Linked DNA regions of Mus musculus: region 1 is linked to region 2. A link is a contact called in public Hi-C data. All regions are on one chromosome and are shown on one strand. Each heading gives the region's core, a stretch centred on a gene start, on an enhancer-like site or on the middle of the called end of the contact. The rest is flanking DNA. Distances are from core to core; before and after follow the strand shown.

Evidence for each region. Hi-C and Micro-C count contacts between places; a contact is called where the count stands out from the background.
Region 1: a contact with region 2 is called in a Hi-C map of the N1E-115 cell line, with 2.1 times the contacts expected there. The contact joins two enhancer-like sites. A contact is called at or near these places in 1 of 484 Hi-C or Micro-C datasets (the N1E-115 cell line) and 1 of 9 other capture datasets (embryonic stem cells).

Annotation. Positions count from the first base shown.
Region 1 is chr16:12,049,305-12,054,439 of GRCm38.p6, forward strand. The region is part of intron 2 of Shisa9 (shisa family member 9); the gene reads left to right. Among named protein-coding and RNA genes, the nearest start is that of Shisa9, 68 kb to the left of the region's middle. Within about 2 kb of position 2,202, at least 16 of the 459 cell types and tissues checked have an H3K27ac peak or open chromatin away from gene starts, as enhancers often do. A contact at or near this core is called in the N1E-115 cell line, where this site is marked.
Region 2 is chr16:11,695,029-11,700,093 of GRCm38.p6, forward strand. All of the region lies in intron 18 of Snx29 (sorting nexin 29), which reads left to right. Among named protein-coding and RNA genes, the nearest start is that of 4833415N18Rik, 82 kb to the right of the region's middle. Within about 2 kb of position 3,228, at least 12 of the 459 cell types and tissues checked have an H3K27ac peak or open chromatin away from gene starts, as enhancers often do. A contact at or near this core is called in the N1E-115 cell line, where this site is marked.

The sequences.
Region 1 (5,135 bases), core at 952-3,451, 350 kb after region 2:
TTATTTAGGTAGTTTATGCAAAAGTTTGTGTGTGTGTGTGTATATACCTGTGTCAATGTGGAGGTTTGAAGAGAATATTGGGCATCCAACTGTGTTACTCTCATCCTAACTGCCTTGAGACAGAGTCTCTCATTGAATCTGGAGCTATGACTGGCAGCCAGGAAATCCTGAGATCCTCTTGCCTCCACTCTCCATAGCACTGGCGTTCCATGCAGATATGTAGGCACCCCTGGCTTGCTACATGAAGGCAGGAGAGTTGAACTCAGGTCCTGTTGCTGGTGTAGCAAATGTTCTTAACACCCCCCCCCCCCAGGGATCTCCTCAGCCCTTGAAGAGTGTTTTTAATTTGAAATTTTCTATGATAAATATCTGAGGTATTCTATGTCTGAAAATATTTTAACATAGTTTTATATTTGAATGACAGTTTAAATTGGACACAATATTTTGTTCTACTTTAAACATTCCCTAAAATGTTCTCATGTGTTCTTGCCATTATTATTATTGCTGATGAAATATTTTCATTTCCATTAAAACAACAATAGCAACCACAACAGCAGCAGCAACACCAACAACGATAACAACAACAGCAGCAGCAACGCAACAGTAGTAACCACAAGGACAGCAGCAGCAGCAGCAGCAGCAGCACAGCCACCACCACCACCACCACCACCACCACCTTGGTCTGCTTTTTCTCCCTGGATGTTCACAGAATTCTGTTTTATCTTTGATAAACTCTGCTTTACTGCAATTAGCCTAGACAGGCATTTTTCCTCATTTCTAGTCTTAGGAACTTTTAAAAAGTTGGAGAACTATTTTTTTTTCTATTTAGGTACTCGCCCCTCCTAATTTTCACTCCTCTCCTGGGCGTCTGTGGCTGTCTTCTTTTTCATACCACTGAGCTCTTAATCTCTCTCTTGTCACCTTTCTTCCTTGTTGAGGATCTCCTCTTCCTGCCATTGGTTACCTCATTCTTCAGCTCTGTGTATTCTGAGTTCAGTTATCCACTAGTTGTAGACTTTCTATTAACATTTTCATTCCTGAATGTTTAAACTCGTTTCTTTGAAACTCCTTAGTTTATATTGTTCAGTCATTACTTTTAAAGTCTTCACTAAAAGAATAATTGTCTATTTTAAGTCCATCTGATCTAATGTTTTTGCTGTTGCTAGACTCTGTCATCTGCTGTGCTGTTTTTCTTAGAAAGGTTAGACTCCTCAAATATCTTCCGGTCTGGGGCTGAGAGCTAGTTTTGGCTGAGTGCTCATTGTGCTATGAAGAGATTAGACTTCTGTGATGGTGTCAGTGTAGACGGTTAGAGTGGACTTGTCAATCAGTCCTAGTGACCTCAGAAAAAAAGGAATGAGTACAAGAAGGCAGAGTTCCTCACACTGGCTGACCAGTCAGTCTAGAATCTGTATCTGCCCTGATTTATCCCTGGTAGAGACTGGACAGCAGGGCTTAGCTGCACACACATAGCACTGTTCTCCCTGGAGTGATGGCCAGCCAGCTGCAAGGATGCAATCTGCTTTCTGACTTATTCTTCACAGTCAGAATTCTCCAGAAGCCCCAAAAGTCTCTCATCAGTCCTCCCTCTGTCTCCCCAAAAGTCAATCATGGTTTTCCATGTTTTTCTCGATCTTGTCTTCAGGTTGAGCAATTCAGATGTATCTGTTCCATTTCTGTTTGTCTAATCACTGTGTTCCCTAGGTCTGTGATTAAGGCCAGCAATGGAAGGGAAGGAGCCAGAACCACAGTGAGCTAGAGCTCACTTTCTTGCTCAGGATTAGTTAGAAATCCTGATCTTCAACCTGCTTAGTCTTTGTTGTAGAACTGTGCCCTCTCTCCTCAAAATTATGTAATGCACTCCTAACCCCCGTTACCTTGCCATGTGACTTCATTTGGAGAAAGGGTCTTTAAGGAGGCCATTTAATTGACGCAAAGTCAGTGGTCTAGGTAGGCTCTTCTCCTGAGCGGTTATCTGATCTAATGCACATACAAATGGAGGAACGATAATAGAGAAATGAGGACCCTGCAAGGCGAGAAGTGAAGTCTGAGACAAGTGAAGTCTAGTGACAGCTTTCCCTGGGCTTCTAAGCCGCAGGAACTGTGAGGAAGTGAGTTTCCATTGTATCATCCGATTGTGTTACTTTGTTACAGCAGCATGAGTAAGCATTCTTTCTCAAAGAGAGATGGCTCATCCCTCCCCTGCTGCGCAGCTCTCAGTGCAACCAACACTGCCGAACTGCGCAGGAGTTCATGGAGTGGTCGCTACAGGCCAGAGTTCACAACTGAAAGGTTAGATGCAGCTGTTCAACATGGCAGCCAACTACCTCATGTAACAATTTGAATTGAAATTGATTAAATTAGATAGAATTAAAGATTCAATTTCTGAGTCACGCCAGCTAAATGCCAAGCATTTAATTTGTGGCTGCTGTGCTGGACAGTGCAGATTAGAACATTTCCATCACTGCAGAATGTTCTGATGGGTAGCAGCTCATTGGATTGTCTTGCCACCCAAGAGAACCACCTTTCCTTTTTTTTTTTCTTTTTTAAAATTAAAAAAAAATATTTATTTATTTGTTCTATCTATCTATCTATCTATCTATCTATCTATCTATGAACACACTGTTGCTGTTGCTGCCTTCAAACACACCAAAAGAAGGCATTGGATCCCATTACAGATGGTTGTGAGCTACCATGTGGTTGCTGGGAACTGAACTCATAACTTCTCAAAGAGTAGTCAGTGCTCTTAACCACTGAGCCATCTCTCCAGACCACCTTTCCTTTTCTGAGCATAGACTGTCACCCATAGTATGGCCCTGGCCTACCTTTTAAGCCTTATTTTCTGGAGTTCTCTTTGGATGCCCTTATCTTCTGTTTTTAACCAGTGCCCCAGAGTCCCCCACTGAGGCACACAATAGAACCCCCTGTACATATATGCTTATCTGTCACACTCAGCTCTTGTCTGTCTCCCTTAACTTTCATGGCCAGACTGGGTACGCCCTTCTGCAAGATGTTTTTCATTTTCTTGCATTGTTTACAGCACTTGTCCTGCTGGTGTGATGACTTTCCCAAATATGTATCAGGCAGGGTGAACTCTTGATGGTGTAAGCTCTCCTTCCCTAGTGAATCCCTGGTACTTGGGATGCACAAACAGATGAGACTAATATAGGTACCTAACTCTTCCCTCTCCATACTCAATGCACAGTCAAGTTGTGCCTGCACTATATTCCTGTTGTTCCATTCTCACAGAAGAAGGGGTGAAAAGGTAGCCTGTCTCTTTAAAATTTTGAATCAAGGTTTGATGAAACAGCTTAGCAGGCAAAGGAGCCTGTAGCCAAGTCTAATTACCTGAGTTCAATCTTAACATCTCACATGGTTGAAGGAGAGACAACTTCAGGAAGTTGACCTCTGTCTTCCATATAGGCACCATGATATGTGCCCTCTAACTTCTAAGTAAAATTTAGTAATGAATTTGACCCAAAAGATATCGACATTCCTGGCAGGTGGTATGGGTGTTACTGAAGGCAGTGATGGATAATAGCAGTACTTAATCTCCAATAGGTTAGTGACTTTTGGCTATTACTTACAAGCAAATTTGGGGAGGTCATTTTGCCATTCTGCAAGCCTACTGAGGCACCTCTAGCACCAAAGAAATGAACAGAGGTATTCTGTGCAGAAGAAAGAAATGAGACACAGATTCAGGATCTGCTACAGCAAACATCAGAGTCCCTGAATTGTTTTCAGTCATGCTTCTTGTAGATACTCTTAGATTAAACCTCATATGCCTTTTATTTTGCCTCCAAAATTGAGCTCAATTTTCTGAAGTTAGGAGAACAGTCAAATCTCTCTTATTTACTAATGTCTGTATGAATAAAAATGGAGTTTAATAGACAAGTTACTCAATTGTGCCTTTCTCTTTAGAGGTGGAAAAGTGGATATTTCCCATAGATTAAAGCCATATTTAAGTAATCAACTCCTGTAAATGGTTCAATAATCTTTATGATATCCAAAAAGATAAATAGATTTTTTTTCCACCTTAATAGGAAACAAATTGGTTCTCCAGGTTTAAAGACTAAAGTTTGCGAAAGTGCTCTGCTGTTTGATAGGTGTGACAGTGCCTGGGTGGTTTGTGCTCGCATTCTATCTAGGTTGCCTATGATTTCCGTGGCAGGCTTCTTCGCACTTTGCTTCTGTGACCATTGACAGAGATTTCTTCTGAACTGAAGTTTTATGAGCAAGACTCACGAAACCCAGGAAGCTAAGGAAACTTACAAGACTGAGTATGTCCCTAAAACGTACAAGACTTGTATAACAACATTAAATAATTGCTGGGGAGATCAGAGGTTTGGGTGAAGCTGAGTGTAAGCGGTGGAAAGAGCTCCTGTGAGTCAGTTTCCTGAATCATTGCCCATGCTAGGCAGGGCTTTTTGGTGGTCCACTGTGTTCCTGTAATTAACATTAAAACTAATTGCTTCATCAAATTCAACCTGGGGGGAATTATGTTTTATTCTGTTATAGGTGCTCTGTTTGTGGTGAGTAGACTTTTGTTCATGTCTCCCCAAGAAACTCTGTTCAGGAGATCTCCTTGGGCAATTGGAGCCACCTTGGACACTAAACTACCATAGGGATATGACAACCCATTTTTCTTGCCTCAAGTTGAGGCTGAGACTTGCCTTTCAATTGTGCCTTGCTTGGTTTGATCCTCTTCCATTTCCTGCCTCCGTTGCTATCTGTCGAATTTCTCTTGGACAGTGTCTTAGTCGGGGTTTCTATTCCTGCCCAAGCATCATGACCAAGAAGCAAGTTGGGGAGGAAAGGGTTTATTCAGCTTAAACTTCCACCTTGCTGTTCATCACCAAAGGAAGTCAGGACTGGAACTCAAGCAGGTCAGGAAGCAGGAGCTGATGCAGAGGCCATGGAGGGATTTCTTTACTGGCTTGCTTTCCCTGGCTTGCTCTGCCTGCTCTCTTACAGAACCAAGACTACCAGCCCAGGAATGGCATCACTCACAAGGGGCCCTCCCCACTTGATCACCAATTGAGAAAATGCCCTACAGCTGGATCTCATGGAGGCATTTCCTCACCTGAAGCTCCTTTCAATGTGATAACTCCAGCTGTGTCAAGTAGACACAAAAC
Region 2 (5,065 bases), core at 1,978-4,477:
CCACCTCAGTTAATTTACTCAATACAATCCCTCACAGAATTTCTCAGAAATGTGCTGAATAATTCTAGACCCTGACAAGCTGACAATGTTACCTCTCTGGGCATCTAAGATAAAAGCTCCCCAAATCAAGTGAGAAAGGCTGAGACTACTGTCATGGAAGGCCAGCATCCTGAGCACCATGAGCACCAGGCGGCAGCAGTGATGCCATTAGCCCATTTGATAGAGGGATAGAGCTTCCGAGATGTCACACAAGCCACTTGAGATTATATAGCTTGCACCTTACCAAACCAACATTCCTCTGCAGGTGCACCTCCTTCCAGAGGTCTTTGCAGTCAGCCTGCTTGTCCCTTGCCCCAAGCCCCAACTCACTGCTCTCATTTCCACTACTGTGGCCTTCTTGTGGCCACAATGGAGACACCAGCATTTGTTTGTTTAATATGACTCAGAAGTGGAGCTCAGGGAAGGATCCACAGCCCACAGAAGCAGGTACATGGCTGTGATCCGTTTGTCCAGTAAAGAGGCAGCTGAAGAGGAACTGGGCAGCCACATTACGCATCAAGTGTCATGATTAGCAAGGCAGATGTCATTTTAAACAGGATGTTTGCCTTCTTCAATGGGATAGGATCTGCAGCCTCCAGTGTGGCACCCTCTGTCCTCGAGTAGGAGAACCCTAGGCATACTGACTGTTGTACTTATTCATCTAACCCTCCCACTGCCCAGGGCCTAGCACTAGAGTCCAGACCCCAGTACTCCCTGTCTGCCACATCCCTACAGATTAGTCTCATGAACATGGGTTCCAGACCCCCACTATGATAGGAACTGTGGCTCCTGGCTGCCTGCTAAGCTCAGACTTCCTTTTCTTAGATGGCAGCATTCTTGGTGCTGAGAGAAGTGTTGTGGTTAGGAATCTTTGCAGCTGTGTGGCCACTGTATAGTGCTGCTGTAGTCAGTGGTGGCAATTTATGCAGTTGATCCCCTGATGAGCTGAGGGCTGCCAGAGTGTGGCTGTGACCTGCTCAGTAGTATTCACTCTTCAAAGATGCCCTGTACCACAGCTTTTAAGGCCTGATTGTATCACTACATCCAGGATACTCACAGCCAACCTGGCTTTGCTGGCTGCCTCCTACCCTTCCCTAATAGGGGCATAATGTGTCACTGTGGACAGCTACCCACATGGTCTTTCTGGGTTTGCTTCTAGGAAGGGCCAGTCCCCAGGTACTGGGCTGTGGGAAGTTCTTGCCGAGCCTTACTTTTGTCATCTATAAGATGGGATAATTGCACCCACCTCATGAAATGGTTAAGAAACTTAAGTGAGATAGATACAACATTGATGAGGTACTTCCTAGGCAAGTGGCTGAACCTCTCTGAGACAGTTTCCTTCCGTGATTCCCAAGGAGATGTTGTTATGGAGGGTACCAGTGCTCCCGACACCCAAGGAATCCTAGGAAGGGATGTTGTAAATACCCCACAATGCATGTGAATCTACACCATAAGGAATTACCCCATCCAAAATGTAACAGCGCCGAGTCAGGAGGTGCTGAGTGTCTTCCAAAGAACTGTGGAAGAATGCTGTTGATGCCATGGGCTGAGCTGTCCAGAAAGGGCACCTGCCCTCCAGCTGGGGCAATGAAGGTCTTCTCAGAGCACCCCACACCCTGCTTGGAGAAGGGGAGGTCAAGGGAGTAGCCAGCCAGGCTTCCAGTTCCCCATCTTACAGTGAACTGAGGTGGGAGGAGGGCACCTTACCTGGGAACTGGTTCCTGCATCTCTCCCTAGTGTAGCTATGCCGGTGCTGGGGTGCTAGTGAGGCTGTGGTCAGTATTGTTAGGATGGGCACTGTGACCCTCCTCCCATAGATATTCACAGGCCTAACCTTCAACATTGAGTGGTTAAATAAAACAGTGTCTTATTCTAATGTTGGCTATCATTTCTTTTATTGTTTCTGAGCCCTTTTGCTAGTAAGAGTGCTGCCTTGACCTTGGAAATGGCCTTCGTTTTTGCAAGTGGCTTAAGTTTTATCCTTCCTCGGGCCCTAGGGGGCAGAGACACAGAAGATCCTCAAAAGTAAAGCTCAGATCACATGACCCAGAGGCAGTGTGTGTTCCCTATACAGGTACAAGCCCCCAAGGCACACACAGAATTTTACAAGCGTTCTGACCCCAGAAAGCCTCTATCTGATGCAATGATATGGTTTCAGCAGAGTCCTGTGCTCTCGTGCCCCCAGGCCCTATTGCCTTGTGACTTAGTTAGGAAAGGAAGAGAGAGAGTTGGTGTCATTCCTCTCTGGACCAGCATTCCTCTGCACTCTGGGAGGCCTGCTCATTCACTGGGCCAGTTGTTCCTCTCCTACACCAAAGCCACCAGTTCATGCAGACCCTCTGTCTCGCTGAGATCGGCAGCCAGCTCAGGGCTCAGTAAGACTTTAGTCTACATCTGGAATTTTCTTTTTTTCTTTTTTCTTGTGTGTATGTTTGCATGTATATATCCTCATACATTTATGTGGGTCCGAGGACACCCTTGGGTGTTGGTTCTTGCCTTCCACTTGATTTGATCCAGGGCCTCATTACTGTTTTTCCACGTCATGTGTAGACTAACAAGATTCTGGGATTTTCCTGCCTGTGCCTCTCATCTCCCCATTGGAAAGTGCTGGGTCTAGGAAGACTATACATGTCTGGCTCAGGCTCTGGGGATTTGAACTCGAGTTCTCAACTTGTGTGGCACTGCGTGACTTTACCAGCTCTCCATCTGGTGTTTTCTAAAGCACCCACTGCTCTTGGCCTTGTGGGCTGGGCCTTTCACACTCAGGCCTGTGCTAGCCAAGGCCAAGGCCACTTCTGCTTGCCCTGTGGACACCATTGTCAGTTGTGGCTGTGACTGACCTCTAGGTGGCAATGGCTGCCTGCTCTGTAGGTTCCTCTGCCATCCCAGAAAGAACTTATCTCTCTTCGTGCAGCACAGTAGCCAGCACTCCTAAATTATTCCCTCTGTAAATTTGGTTAACACCCTTTGCTCCCTTTGTCTCAGTCGATAAGTTTCAAACTCCAAATTTTCACTGTGTGAGTAGCAGGTGACCTCATTCCCATGTGTCCTGTAAACTCTGTGCAGAGGGTGAGGGGAGGGTCCCACAAGATCTCTTCCTTGGCAGGCAGCATCAGCATGGGCAGACATAGCTTCGGCAGGTAGGTACCAGCAGGGACCCTGCTAATTCCATCTGTCTGCTTCCTGCCCGCATCCTTGTCTTCCTGAATCCCTCTCTCGTCCGTTCATCCATCTCCCTTCCCACCAACTACCTCCAGGGATGTATTGCTGCCAGGAGCACCAAACACCAGTCCTTTCTCCCCATTGTCTGGAAGAGGTCAGAGGCATTTGCACAGTCACACATGCAGCAGATGTCAGTGTGCCCATTTGTTCATTCCCTTTGAAAGGCATCCATTGAACATCTGTCACTGGCCAGGTATGGCCAGGGTTCTGGACGGTGGAGAATAAAATTTGTAGACTGGCATTTTAGAAGAGAGAAGGCAGAAAAGTCAGTAAATAAGCATGGTGTGGACTCATGAAGCCAAAAGGAAGATAGGGAGTAAGACAGAAGGAATGTTAGGTGGGGATGCCACTAAAGCTTCCTTAAGGTGGGGGGAGTAGAGTGTGGAAGAGCCATGGGAGCCATGTGGGCAGAGTCTGGGGAATGTGCAGGGTTTTGAGGCAAGCTAAGGATGGAGAGGCCCTGTATGTAGACACAGGCAGAAATGCCTTAGGAAGATGCCTAGCAGGGGAAGGAGAACAGGGGTTTCAGTGGACTACTTAGTCTGGGCATGACCAGGACCTGGGCCTAGGCTTTCAGGGCTGCAGGGAGGGGTGCCAAGGCAAGTGAGGGTGAGTGAGGTTGGTACTGATGCAGAACTCTATTAGTACAACTGGGGTCCACCCTGGCATACATGATCAGGCAGGGATCTGCTGGACTTGGCTGTAGACAGAGAAACTCTGCTTTCCTCTTTTAAATGTCAAATATTCATATAGGCCATGGTTTGAAAAAGGATTTGGTTGCTTGGAAACAGGCATGGAAGTAGGGCACCTGAAGATTTCTGAAGCTAAAGGTAGCTATTAAATGCATGGCATTTTCTGTCAGAGTTGGCTCTCTGGGCCTTAGTTTATTCATCTGCAAAATGGGGATAGCAGTCATCTTTTGTGGGTATGTGTGTATGTGATTTGCATTTCTCCTCCTTTTAGCCCAGAACCCCTCCTTTAGAGAGAAATGGAACTCATTCAACAAGATGGAGGCTGGGAGGGAGGCAGCATAAACATAGTAGAGATAAACCTTGTGCTCTGAGATCCACAGACCTGAGTATAGAGTCACCACAAGCTCGTCTAGAAGCCTCTCTGAGCCTTGGTCTTCCCTGCATCGTTCTGAGAGGATTAAATGAGACATGGGAAATGGCAAGATGGCAAACAAAGAGCATATCATAATCCGGCAGACACACTCTGACTTTATATACTTAGGCCTAGTGGAGCCCAGTGTATCTGTCAGCTACTGCCATAGTGATGTGGCACAACAAACAGCCCACCAGAGCATCTTGCATGTCCTTGTTCACATATGTGTGGACTCGCCAGCCCGGGACTTAGCTGATCTAGGCTGAGCTTATCACTAGGCTGTGGTGGGATAAGGTCTCCCACACCTCTTATCCTTTGTGTCTTGGACCAGGAGCAAGTCCACTTTGACTGCAAAGGCGCTTCCCAGTACTCTGACATTCTATGGGCCAAAGCGGATAATGTAGCCAAGGTCAGATGCACATTCTATTTCTACTAGGAATCCAGAGTTGCATGCAAGCAGCCTGAGTGTATGAGCTCACTGGGTGTGGTATGAGTGTTGGGGACCAGCTATGGTTCCACGTCCTCTACTCCTTCCAGGTGTCCAAGTGCTGTTGCACACCAGGTTGAAAGGATGAAGTGGAGTCTGGAAAAGGTGGGGTCTACAGGATTCTGTTTGGCTGGGAGCGGGGAGCTTCTCCAAGGAAAGTCTTCCCTGAGATTTTAGTGTTCCTCTTCTTTTAGATGATACTTAATAAAACTG